Linked DNA regions of Mus musculus: region 1 is linked to region 2. A link is a contact called in public ChIA-PET data. All regions are on one chromosome and are shown on one strand. The core of a region is the stretch at or near the end of the contact, and the rest is flanking DNA. Distances in the headings are between cores, read along the strand shown.

Region 1 (6,218 bases), core at 3,528-6,027, 410 kb after region 2:
TGGAGGAGCTAGAGAAAGTATCCAAGGAGCTAAAGAGATCTGCAACCCTGTAGGTGGAACAACATTATGAACTAACCAGTACCCAGAGCTCTTGACTCTAGCTGCATATGTATCAAAAGATGGCCTAGTCGGCCATCACTGGAAAGAGAGGCCCATTGGACATGTAAACTTTATATGCCCCAGTACAGGGGAACACCAGGGCCAAAAAGTGGGAGTGGGTGGGTAGGGGAGTGGGGGGGGAGGGTATGGGGGACTTTTGGGATAACATTGGAAATGTAATTGAGGAAAATACATAATAAAAAATATATATATATAAATAAAAAAATAAAAAAAAGAAAATACCTAACAAGTGCCACCATGGAAGGCACTTGTCAACACCAAGGAAGGAAGATGGTGATCACACTAAGACCTATACATATCTTAACAACAACAAAACCTGCCTAAATACTGGAATAAAAGAATTAAATCTGAAGTTGGGTGCGATGGCTCATGGCAATAAGCCCAGTGCTCATGCTGTTTAGTCAAATGGACTGCTGAGAATTAATTGATGACTGTCTGCACATTAATAGGAGACCCAGTCTTAAAAATACAAAACAGTATGGGCTAGAGAGATGGCTCAGTGGTTAAGAGCACTGACTGCCCTTCCAGAGGTCCTGGGTTCAATTCTCAGAAACCACATGGTGGCTCACAACCATCCGTAATGGGACCTTCTGGTGTGTGTGAAGACAGTGACAGGATACTCTCATAAATAAAGTAAATAAATCTTTTTTTTTTTTAAAATACAAAACAGTAATACACAAAAGCTGTGAAAGCAAATTTGAGACTACCTGCTAAATAAGGGATTGAAAATGTAATGCATGAGCCAGTAAGACAGCTCAGCAGGTAAAGCATTTGCCACCAAGCCTGCTGCCCTGAGAGCTATATCTCTGGGATACATAAGACAGAAGTTTAGAACTAACATTTCTGAATTATAAAAAACCTCAAGCATTAAGTGCTAGGACAAACAAGTATGTGCCTCACAATCTAATTGTGTATCAGATACCATAATCATAGCACCGTCTGGAACAATCACTCTTAGTGTTATAAATGATTCTAATCAATACTTTGATTATACAGGGTTCCTCATAGCTTATCTATGGTCCTGTATTATAAACTATTTCAAGGCAAAAACATCCCAGGGACTCTTCAGATGGTAAGAAATCTGCTAGTATCCTACGAAATCACCCAGGCATCCATCGGAGTGTAAGGATTTAACAGGTTCCCTTCGTCCCACCTTCTCGGACCAGGTCATCTGCAGTGTTGACCCCATGCTCTATGAGTTTCTGGCAGTCATCTAGTGGTTTGATGGTCTCCTGTTCAATGGTGTCCACCTCTTGCAAAAGGGTCACCAATCGCTCATCCAATAGCTTCCCAAGGGTTCCTTTTAAATCACTAAAATGCTGTTTGAGGACATCTCTTGTCTGTGAAGCACTCTCCTTTATCTAAAAAGAACATAAAACTCAAGTTCAGAATCTTTACACAAAGTTAGCGTACAGGCATCATTCATAATTACCTAATTGTATCACACAACCACCACCTTCCACTCATTAAAAAAAAGATTGTATGTTGTGCTGGGATTGAACCTATGGCCTCATGCACACTAGGCAAGCATTCTACTGCTGAGTTATTATATAACCACAGTGCTCCCTTCTTTGGCTTGTCTTAATTAAGACGAGATCTAACCACGTAACCTACGTTACATAGTAAGTTTATAATCTTCTTACCTTCTAAGTGCTAGGATTACAGGGTGCATCATCAACCCAGATCACCCTCATTTAAAAAGAAGGGTAGGGGATGAGAGGGTCTTCAGTATAGGTCTGCCTGGCCTGGAGCTTGCTCTGATCCTGTGACCCTCTGACCTCAGCTTAGCAGAAAATTTTAATGTAGCTAAGCATGGGAGAACAAGCCTGTAATACCAGCACTCAGGAGGCTGAGGCTAAACGCTCATAAATTTGAAACTTGCTCTCACAAGAAATTTTTTGTTAATTGAGTTATATACACTCAAGGTACACTGTGTTTTGATACACATATGAGCAGTTGATACTTCTGTCAAGCTAATCAATGTATCCATCTTTTGACATAGTTACTTTATTTATTTTTTCTTTTTTTTTTTTGGGGGGGGGGGGAGGGGCAAGGTTTCCCTGTATTGCTTTGACTGTTCTGGAACTCACTCTGTAGACCAAGCTGGCCTCAAACTCAGATCCAAGAGTGCTGAAATGAAAGATGTGAGCCACCACACCTGGTTTGATGTAGTTAAAGAAAACTTTTAAAACTATATGGAGAGAGAGAGAGAGAGAGAGAGAGAGAGAGAGAGAGCGCGCAAGCGAGCACGCATTTGTAAGGAATGTGTGTGCAGAGCTCCTGTGCACAGCACCTGGGCCTTCACCTGTGTGTAGAAGACTTTTGAGGGTCAGTGCTCCCGCTCCACCATGTGGGCCTCAAGGACTGAACTCAGGTTTTGGGACTTGGAGCAAGTACCTTTATCCAACAAGCCATCTTGCCAACCCAATGATTACTTTCTGTGGTAAGAACACTGAAGCTCTCTCTTAGCAATTTGCAAAATACAATATAGTTCAGGGCACAGTCCCTGCCCTATACATTAATGCTCCAGAATATGTTCATCCTATCACAGAAACCCTGCACCGTGGTACCACGTATCACTATTTCTCCCCACCTTGTTCCTGCTGACCAGTATTCTACTGCATGCTCCTATGAATCCTTTTCAGATTCTACAGAAATGAGATCATGTAATCCTTCCCTCGTGTTTGCTTGTTTCATGTAGCCTCTTGATGACAAGCATGTGTCACCATAATCAGCTTTGTTGCTGCTGCTGTCATTTTTTTTAAATCTGCTTTACTTTTGTGTCTGTCTGTCTGTCTGTCTGTCTGTGTACGTGCACGCACGCATACGCGCAGGGGCACAGATGTCTTCCTAGATCACTGTTCATTTCATTTTGGTGAATACAATCTCTCACTAATCACAAACCTCGGTGATTGGTGGGACAAGCTGGCCGATAACTGGATCGAGTTGTGATTATGAAATGTTCTTTGCAAAGGGATTCTGTGTGCTCCCTGCTAACTCAGACTACAGGGTTGAGACCAACTGAACACAGCTTAGGAGGAGTAGGAGGGACATACGCTCAGAACTCTCACTTGTCACAGGCACATTGGTGAGTCTGCCCACATTTTAGATGCACTGTCCTCGGTCCACAGAGCCAAGTTTAAAAATCTTTGTGCTAGGAGTTATAACAGAAAAGTCTTTGCATCTCACATATATTCTGAAAGCAAATAAGCTGTTTGTAGTCACCAGATGTTTAATAAAATGTAATGGGCTGGGCATGGTGGCGCACGCCTTTAATCCCAGCACTTGGGAGGCAGAGGCAGGTGGATTTCTGAGTTCGAGGCCAGCCTGGTCTACAAAGTGAGTTCCAGGACAGCCAGGGCTATACAGAGAAACCCCGTCTTCAAAACAAAACAAAACAACAACAACAAAAATGTAATGGATAGGGGCTGGAGAGATGGCTCAGCGGTTAAGAGCACTGATTGCTCTCCTGAAGGTCCTGAGTTCAAATCCCAGCAACCACATGGTGGCTCACAACCACCCATAATGAGATCTGGCGCCCTCTTCTGGAGTGTCTGAGGACAGCTACATTGTACTTAGATATAATAAATAAATAAATCTTTTTAAAAAAATGTAATGGATAAAACACAGTCCATTTCCTCTCAAATACTAACTATAAGTGGGACAGTTCAAACACACGACCTGGGATATGACTCAGGAGTGTAAGCATCTAGATTCAATCTCCAGCAGTAAAGGTGCATACCTTTAATCCGAGCACTTGGGAGGCAGAGGCAGGCAGATTTCTGAGTTCGAGGCCAGCCTGGTCTACAAAATGAGTTCCAGGACAGCCAGGGCTATAAAGAGAAACCCTGTCTCAAAAACCAAAAAAACCAAAACCAAAACCAAAAAAAGAGCTCCCAAAGCCATCATTTTGTTTTACAAACAATAGTAGTTTTATGATCTATTATATACTATTCTAACTCTTAATCCTCTTGCCAGCTTTCTCTTGACTGGAATATTAACATGTGTACACACACACACACACACACACACATACACACACATACACCTACCAAAAATGAATAATATATACATATACGTGTGTGTATGTGTGTGTGTGTGTGTGTGTCAGCACAAGCCCTTAATCCAGCACTTTGGAAGCAGAGGTAGGTGGATCTCTGAGTTCAAGGCCAGCCCGGTTTACAGAGCTAATTCCAGAATAGGTTACACAGAGAAACCCTATCTCGAAAAACCAAAAAATAAACTAAAAAACTACAGAAAGAAAGTCTTATGACTTTTATATTGTTAGCAATGCACAGTGTCAGGCTCTAGACCTGATGCATTTGTTTGTTATTTTGAAAGTCAATATCTCATGGATACCAAGCCTCAATCTCATTGTAGTTCAAGAGGATCCTGAACTTCTGATCTTTCTTCTTTCACCCCTCCAAACTACAGGTAGGTCCCCCCATGTCCAGCTTCAAGCATAGTGGGCAAATACTCTCCCAACTGAGCTACATCTCAGGCCCAGCCCCAGAACCTGAATTTTTTAAGACCATGGTTGATTTATAAATGCAATATAGGTAGAATAAAGTCCACTGTGCCACATTTCAGACCTTCCTCTAAGAGGAAACTCTGCACTTGAGCACTGAACCAGCAAGGCCCTGCCTGGCTCTTTAACGGATACAGCATATGCAGGAAGTGCCCTGGTTAGGTAAAGTCAATTTCCTCTTTAGAAAGAATTCAGAAGCTCCCTCAGAAATTGCAAGCCCGTGTTATTTTGTTGGTTTTGTCTGACAACCTTAGGGAAAGAGGAAATATGTCAACATTAGTGAGGACTGTGGAGGGAAGCCTCCACTTCCAAACCTGCCCCCCAGGCGCTCGCCGGGCATGCATGTGGTGTCTGTTGTTCACAGAACACCAACCACTGCCTTTTCAAACCTCCTTGGTTTTCCCTTAGATCATTTTCTTCTTCCAAAAAATAGCTCACAGTTTAAAGCTCAGTCAACATTAATCTAACCATAGTAATCAAGTATCAAGTTTTTTGGCTTTATGAAAACAGTTCACTGATGAGTCTCCCAGTTTGAGGTAGGCTAATGTGTTTCCTCTTATCTGACTACAGCATCATACCTGCACAGTCTACAATGGAGGGAAAAAAACTCAAGACTTCCCTGTGCCCCACATCTGAGTCCAGGAGCCATGTTCTTGCTACCGAGGTGATTTTGACTTACAGATGTGATTTTAACAAGTTCCAAGCAAGATGGCACACTTCTGTAATCCAAACACTCAAACGTAGAGGCAAGAGCCAGAGATCTATTGAATAAGTTCCAGACTAGCCAGTGCTATACTAGGAAACAATGCCGATAGTTCTAGGCCAGCCAAGAGAGAGAGAAAGTATAAATGGCAGGCAACTTAAGGACTCCAGGAGGAAACTGTAATTTATACAGTTTATATTCGTCAGTCATATTCTGAACTCCTACTGAAACCTCCAGTGTGACAAGATCATTAAAACTTTTCTTTTCTCTTCTCTTCTCTTCCTTTCTCTCTTTCTCTTTCTCTCTCTCTCTCTAGCCCTAGCTGTCCCGGAGCTCACAGAGATTTATCTGCCTGCCTCTGCCTCCTCAGTGCTGGATTAAAAGTTTGCTGTCACCGGCCATCCTTGCAAGATTATTAAAAGTGACAAGATTATTTAAGCTCACTGTTTAACCTTTTGAAGGTAACAGGATGATGAGCTCACAAAATACTATCCATTGATACAAGACAACACACAACTGAACTACTTTCCTCAGAGTTTAGTTATCAAAAGGTCATAAAGTTGGGGCTGGAGAGATTGCTCAGCAGTTAAGAACACTGGCTGGTCTTCCAGTGGACCCAGGCTTAATTCCCAGCATCTACATGGTAGCTCACAAGGCTATAACTCCAGCTGCTGAGTATCTGACACCTTCACACAGCTATACATGCAGGCAAAACACCAATGCACATAAAATAAATAAGTCATTTAAAAAGATCATACAATGTATTTTTTAAAGATTGATTTATCGCCGGGCAGTGGTGGCCCATGCCTTTAATCCCAGCACTTGGGAGACAGAGGCAGGTGGATTTCTGAGTTCGAGGCCAGCCTG
Region 2 (6,805 bases), core at 393-2,892:
CTGCTTCCTGGACTAGTTCACATTATGGGCCTTGGAACCGATGAGGAGAAAACAAGATAGATCACCTGGATTTAACCATGCCAAAACCACTGGAGACCACGGAGTTCAGGCCTCAGAGCCAAGCACCCAAGAGTCTCTCTCACCTTTGCCTGGGGCTCAGCATTCAGATGTGCTCACAATGAGAGGGCACACAGCAACCCAGGAGATGGCCTGTAGCGTTCTCGTCTTACAGACTGAGTCTCAGGAAGCTTATGGAAACTCCCAGGTCAAGGAGCTGGACTCAAACCCAGCTCTGCTGTCCTCCAAAGCCGAGATATGGTTCATTGACCCTGACTAGCTAGGATGGAGACTGGACCGAGACAGTGTGAGAAACTGTCTATGGCATCTGTACGCAGTTCCAAAGGTTGTGTAGAAACTACAAGACATAAATTCAGAGAAGGCCTTACAAGATGGGATTCACCACTCTCACAGACCTTACGTGGAGGTCCCCTCTAGCTAAGGCTGTCCAAGCAAAGCTGCAACTCTAGTGGGCTTTGACCAGGTAAGCAGAGAGGTAGTTGGAAATTTATTGCTCACACACAGCGGGTGAGAAAGAGGTTGAGAGCAAAGGGCCAGAGTAGTGGTTCTCAGTCTTCTTGATATTGTGACCCTTTAACATACAGGTCATCGTGCTGTGGTGACCCCCAACCATAACGTTATTTTTATTGCTACTTCATAACTGTAATTTTGCTACTGTTATGAATTGTAATATAAATATCTGAAATGCGACCACCGTGAAAGGGTCTTCCAACTCCAAAGGGGTTGCAGCCCAAAGGTTGAAAAATGCTGAGCTAGAGAGCAGCAGAGGTAGGTGTGTGTGTGTGTGTGTGAGTATGTATGTGTATGAGTATGAGTCTGTATGAGTGTGAGTATGTGTGTATATGAGTGTGTGTGTGTGTCTGTGTGTGTGTGTGATGTGAAGCCACCTTGCCCATTCTAAGTATACCCAAGTATTTGTGTCAGTGTGTAGTGTATGAAGAACATGAGAACGTGGCTTGAGGCCAGTCAGGAAGGTAATCAGGCTTTTCCCGAGTTATGTAAAACACTACCAAAATGAAGGGAAACTGGTCCTAGCGTTTGCTGTCTTGCTTGAATTCTAAACATTTCGGCCATGTTTAAATCCTGAATGGTGTGAAAGCCTGAGAGGGAGACGGTGTTTCTGATGGAAATCTTTCTTTGTTGAGTTCTCTAGTTCTTATCTTGGTACTTGTTTCTTGTATACTTGCCACTTGTGTCTTGGTGCTGGGCTAGCTATGGATAGCTTTCGCTTGGTGTGAAGAAAACAAAGTAGTGGGTAGGACTCCAAATCAGATTTCAGCTGGTGGTGGGTTGGGGCAGGCTTTTAGTTCGCGAGTTTGAGCTGAACAGTGCTGCCGGAGTCTCGCAGCACTGAGATATTAAGTTTGAGGACATCAAACAGGGACATAGCATTGAGATGGCCGGAGAATTTCATCCAAACTCTAGTGTTTGACCTGCTGGCAGTAAACTGCACGCTCAGACAAGCTCCACCCACCGAGGCGCCGACCGTGTGGCCATTGGCGGCCACCGCCTCCGCCACCTGCCCCTTACCTTGGGTGGGCGGGGCTACCTGGGCCCCGCCCCCTCGGCTCGGGTTCCCAGGCCTCCGAGCCTCAGGACCCGCCCCCTGTGCGAGGCCCGGCCGCCGGAGCCCGGGGAGCTTGGGCGCCTCGTGATGTCACGGCAGCTTTGATACAAAGAGCCCCTTCGGCCCACGCGGGTCTCCCGGCAACGGGTGCGGGCGGGGGCGGGACCGGCGGCTTCAACTGGTGCGGAGCAGCGCGCCTCCCGGATTGTTTTCTGAGCACGGTGCTGGCTTCGTCCCCGTGTACCCCGCCGGACCCGACTCGACCAGCCGCTGGCTTCTTGTTCATCTACAGCGGCCCGACCTGCAGCCGGTCGGGGGATGCGCTCCCCGCCGGCTCCCGGATGCCAGGTAAGCGGCGACCGCGGGACGCACCTAGCTTGCACCAGGAGTGGGAAGTTGGTGGATTCGCCTCTACCCTCCCTGTGCTGGCCAGGGAGATCAGAGTACCTTCGCAAAACCACTGACCCCTCTGCTTGCTCCGGGCCTTCGGCCAGCGCCCAGGTGCGAGCGTGAGCGGAACCAACTTGGTGCCCGAGGAGGGTGCCCGCGATCCCTGTGGCGCTGTTCCAGAAGTGTTTTAGGGGGAATCTGGTGGAAATGGGAAGAGAGCTTGTCAGCCCCCATCAGTGTCCTGCTCTTAGCTGGGCTGCTTCCCTAGGGAGCTGTAAGTGGTGAAGTTGTTTCCATAGGTGATGGCTGCTGCATGAAGCCAGTTTCCTGCTTTTCCCCTCTCACGGGGCATCTGAAGGGTTAGAAGACAGAACCAGCCTAGTAGTGTAGGGATTTGAGACAGGTCCTGCTTCCCCTCAGCAAGATGCTCCTATGGGTGGAGGTGTGCGCAGGCCACCAGCCTATGCCCTTGAGTCCCGTAAGAGCCCACAGTCCACCTCAATGTAAGTTGTTGACATAGTTGCTTCTCCGTTGCGACAAGTGTTTCCCAGGGCCTAGCATCGAAGCCTCTGTAAACGTGGTACCAATACAGCCCTAGACAGCATTCCGTCACCTCTCCATCTCCCACTTCTGGTCTTGCTTTCCCCAAAAGAGCTAGAAATGATTCGTTGCTGAACTCTTAAGGACTCACCAGTTTTCTACTGGCTGATTTATAGCACCCCTGCCCCCTCCCCCTAAAGTAGCAGAGGGGTCAGAGGTCCTGCCTCCGTGCTTGCTGCTCTAGTCATTTTGGATTGGGCCCCACTTTGCACTGGTTCCTGATGCTCTCCAAGCCTCTGTCTCCCTTCCCAGAGCAAGAGGCAGGTGATAATTGCTTGGGTTCCCACATTCCCTGGGGCAATTTCCAGGGCCCTTCCCTGGTGAAAGATGGTGTCTGTTATTGCTAGGGAAAGGAGTCTCAGTGGGGAGGGTTTTACGACTGCAAAAGACCACTGCTAGCTCCTCCACCCACCTTCACTAGCTGAGATCTCACGGTTCAGCCCCAGCTTCTGGTATTGTGGCACTGACCCAGACTTTAACCTGCTTAGCGGACTCTCACAGAGGCAGGGTTAAATACCCAGGGAACTTTATATGTGGGACACATCCTTGCCCTCCAGAGGACCTTGAGTTCCAGGGTATAATCTGACACCACCCAGCTACCTTGAATGCCTGGGCCAGTTCATGTTGGTTCTTTGAGGTCAGTGGCCTATAGATGTGGGGTAAGCTGGTGAAGAATGTGTGGCTGGAGCCTGAAGGCAGCACAGCTTGCTGGCTGTGCTGCCTGGTGGAAACCACTTCGGACCTTCAGATTCTGGGATTTAGGTGTGGGGATCGGAGTAAATGACAAGTCAAAGTTTAGAGAGATAAGACTGGGCTGTGGGGCAGGGATGGTTTACTGGCCAGGCCAGGTAAGCAAGCTGGACCGTCTGACCTTTGCCCCGAGGGAGATCTTATGGGACAGACTGCCTGGAGCCTGTCCTTGGTCAGGGCTTTAGCCAGGGGAAGGAAGAAAGGCTGAAGTTAGGAGGACTTGAGTGGTTTGAGCTGTCCTTTCTGGGGCTCCACAGGGCAACAGCATGGGGGCAGGAGGGGGTCCCCTTCTGTCTGTGCCAGGCCTAAAGCAAGTTGGCCCCTTCCAGCCTCTTGCTGTCCTGGGAGGCCTTTTCTCTGGGGCTGTCACAGCTCACTTAACTTTCCTGGTGGTGATAGCTAGGTGCCTTGTTTTAGGGGGCTGGAAGTTCTTCTCGGTAGCCTGTTGTGCCTATGGTTCCTCCACAGTGAATCTTGTCTTGAGGGACCTTAGGATATTACTTCTGTACATTTATTTTAGGTGAGGGTCAGGAGGAACTGGAACGGGGGAGGTTTCCTGTGAGATTGCAGACAGGCAGGCATTTCTAGGGTTGGAATAGCCTATGCAGAAAGTTCCGATCCACCCTCTGACCTATGCTGTCTCCCGGCACAGAGCTTGTGTTTTAAGTAGGAAGATTCATTGTCTGTCTCACCATCTGGCATTAGTGGGGTCTCGAGCCCAGGCCTCACCAGGTACACAGGACCCTGGGGTGTCGCTCTGTTTTCTCTGGGTCAGTTCTGCTAGCTCACGGCTTAGTAACTAGTTCTTTATGGTGTCAAATCACTGGTCATGACATGAGGAAGACCATCCTGGTGTCATTGCTAGAATCATGGGGATCCTGCTTCAACCAGCTGGGCGTATGGTTTGGCATGCCTGCCTGGTGTTTCACCGGTCACTGTGATCTTCTTTCCTGGATGGCACCTTGTCTCCTCCTCTGTCAGGTGGCATTTCAGGGCTTTGTGCTTTTGCCGTTCCTGTCAGCTCATATTGCCTGGCACAAGGCAGGCACATGCTGCTTCACTCGTTCACTACATAGAATCTTAGGTTCCTGTGCTCAGTGTTGGCGGAGGCAGTGAGTGAGATGCATGTGAGTCCTTGCTTCCTGGAGCTGCGATGTGGGAATGAGGCAGACTAGCCAGGAGTTAGACATCCAGTAAGATGGGGTGGGAAACAGGCAGGGTGAACAGAGAGCTGCTGGGTTTTAACCAGCGGCCAGAGAAGGGACACCTTGACGGAAGAGTAACAGGCGGCAGGAACAGCGACTGTAACGTTCCTGAGGTGGGCCCTGTGTCTAATGTGGTGTGTCCAGCAGGACTGCAGGGTTTAGCTGTGCCTGGAGACAGACCAGGGGAATAAGCTCTGAGAGACAGAGGGATCCTGCTGCTGTCAGACAGCTGGGGAGTAGGGTGCGGCTGGAAATCTGCCCTAGTCGCCGTTCGTGGAGTCCTTGGTTTTGAGGGGTAAATGGTATCTCTCAGAGAAAAGATGTCTGTGTGACTGAGTCTGCTGTCAGCTTCCTGACCTCAACCTGGGACTGGTCAGATAAGCCTGTCCACGTGACTCTGTGTGGGTTCGGAACATGTGTTCTCCACCACAGAACTGGAACTAGTAAAAGCCTTGCTGGTGACACGCTGGTAGCTGGGTCTTAGAGTTGTGCTTGGAGCTGGTCTCCTTATTCATACTGGTCAGCTCCTGTCGAGTGGAGCAAGACCAATTATAAGACCCACTCTGTAGCCCACAAGCTCACTGGCTCCCATCTGTCTGCAGATCTTCCTTGGCCTCAGGGGCCTAGATGTCCCTCCACCTGTCTGCTGTGGGCAGTTGGCCTCTTAATTCAGGACACCAGTCCCTTAAGGATCCCGAAGAGGCCTTCACATACCTGGGCAGCAGCTTTGGGGTTCATCTCTTTCTGGGCTTCAAAGTGTGTGTCTTAGACACCTCTCCCCATCCACTGACCCAGTATGGTTTGTGACCAAGAGTTAGGGTGCCATTGAGTTCTCAGTGGCTGGAATGAGTTGGTGGCTATTTCTCCTGGGCAAGACTGTTGGCAGCTTTCAGCTTGACCTCATTTCAAAGCAGCGTTGCTCCAGAGGCTCCAGTGGGCAGCAGGTTGTGGAGAATATGCCCTCCAAAGCCTGAGCTTGGGGGTCTCATTTTCTCATGCCAGCTGTCTGACTGGGCCTGGCAGTCCTTATCTAGGCACCTAGGGCCTCATCCAGCTACTGCTAATTAAATGGAATTTAGCATCGGCCAGTTCACATGGGCCCATTAGAACTAAAGGACCTTACTCGGGCTCTTATGAAGTCTGACTCTTAGGGAGTTGTGACACGGACTCTGAGAACCTTCCTGGGTACCTGGGGAGCCTGTTGATCCCTTCCTTGATTTTACCGTGACCTGAGACTGGGATGAGTGGCAAAAGCAACAGCCAGGGATGTGTGTATCCTGGAAAAGTCGGCCAAAAGGCCAGTGCCATAGTTGTCCGGGTGACCTCCAGTCTCAGCCTTGCCCAGCAGTGGGTTCTAGTAATGGCAGCGTGTCTAGCCCTGCTGCTTGACTCCTTTAACAAAGAGGAAGGAGTGTTTACCTTGGTCAGAGTTGTAAGTGATTCAACAAGTTTTGTCTTCTCAAATGAGTTCTTTCTCAACCATGTTAACATTATTTAAATGAAGACAGAGATCTGACAGTTAAGATCTGTGTCTTTGCCTGTGAGATCCTTACCTTTAAATTGATTTAAGTGTGTGTGTGTGTGTGTGTGTGTGTGTGTGTGTGCAGAGGCATCAGGTGTCCCTTGAGTTGAAGTTATAGGCAGGTATGAGCCACCTGATGTGGGTGGTGCTGGGAACCAAACTTTGCTTCTTTTAACTACTGAGCCATCACCTCTCCAGCCTCTGAATATTTTTTAAAGTGTGTGCGTGTGTGTGTACACTCATGCACACCTGAGTGAAAGCACTGGCCTAGGCAGAGGAATTGGATCCCCGCTGAAGCTTGTAGGCAGCAGAGAGCTGCTCACATGGGTGCTAGTAATCCAAGCCCAGGTCCACCAGAAGAGCAGACACACACTCTGAACCTCTGAGTCACCTCTCTAGCACCCCTACCTCTTCAAAAATGAAAACTGGGGGGGGGGGATCAAAAAAAAAAGGTAGGGTCTCACCCTGTAGTCCTTTAGGGCCTGGCAATCAATGTGTGAACTAGGCTGGTGTGGAACTCACAGACATCCTCCTGTTTCTGCCTCCCTAGTTCTGGAATCACATAGACACATAGGAATATGTCACTATGCCAGGCTGAGTCTTTCTCCTACAAGCCTGGTGTCGTAAAAAGAGAATCCATACATCATAACTCAGCTAGCTAGAGAGGAAAAAGATGAGAGCCAAAGGTAGGGT

Evidence for each region. ChIA-PET counts read pairs in DNA pulled down with a chosen protein or histone mark.
Region 1: a contact with region 2 is called in an RNA polymerase II ChIA-PET map of memory CD8 T cells, with 12 read pairs. The contact joins two enhancer-like sites. A contact is called at or near these places in 4 of 115 datasets of contacts at active chromatin or transcription factors (astrocytes, embryonic stem cells, memory CD8 T cells and 1 more).

Annotation. Positions count from the first base shown.
Region 1 is chr11:80,062,919-80,069,136 of GRCm38.p6, forward strand. It overlaps Crlf3 (cytokine receptor-like factor 3), which reads right to left. Exons shown (of 8, transcript NM_018776.2): 2 at 1,274-1,481. Among named protein-coding and RNA genes, the nearest start is that of Crlf3, 15 kb to the right of the region's middle. Within about 2 kb of position 4,778, at least 89 of the 459 cell types and tissues checked have an H3K27ac peak or open chromatin away from gene starts, as enhancers often do. A contact at or near this core is called in memory CD8 T cells, where this site is marked.
Region 2 is chr11:79,658,864-79,665,668 of GRCm38.p6, forward strand. All of the region lies in intron 3 of Rab11fip4 (RAB11 family interacting protein 4 (class II)), which reads left to right. Among named protein-coding and RNA genes, the nearest start is that of Rab11fip4os2, 13 kb to the right of the region's middle. Within about 2 kb of position 1,643, at least 205 of the 459 cell types and tissues checked have an H3K27ac peak or open chromatin away from gene starts, as enhancers often do. A contact at or near this core is called in memory CD8 T cells, where this site is marked.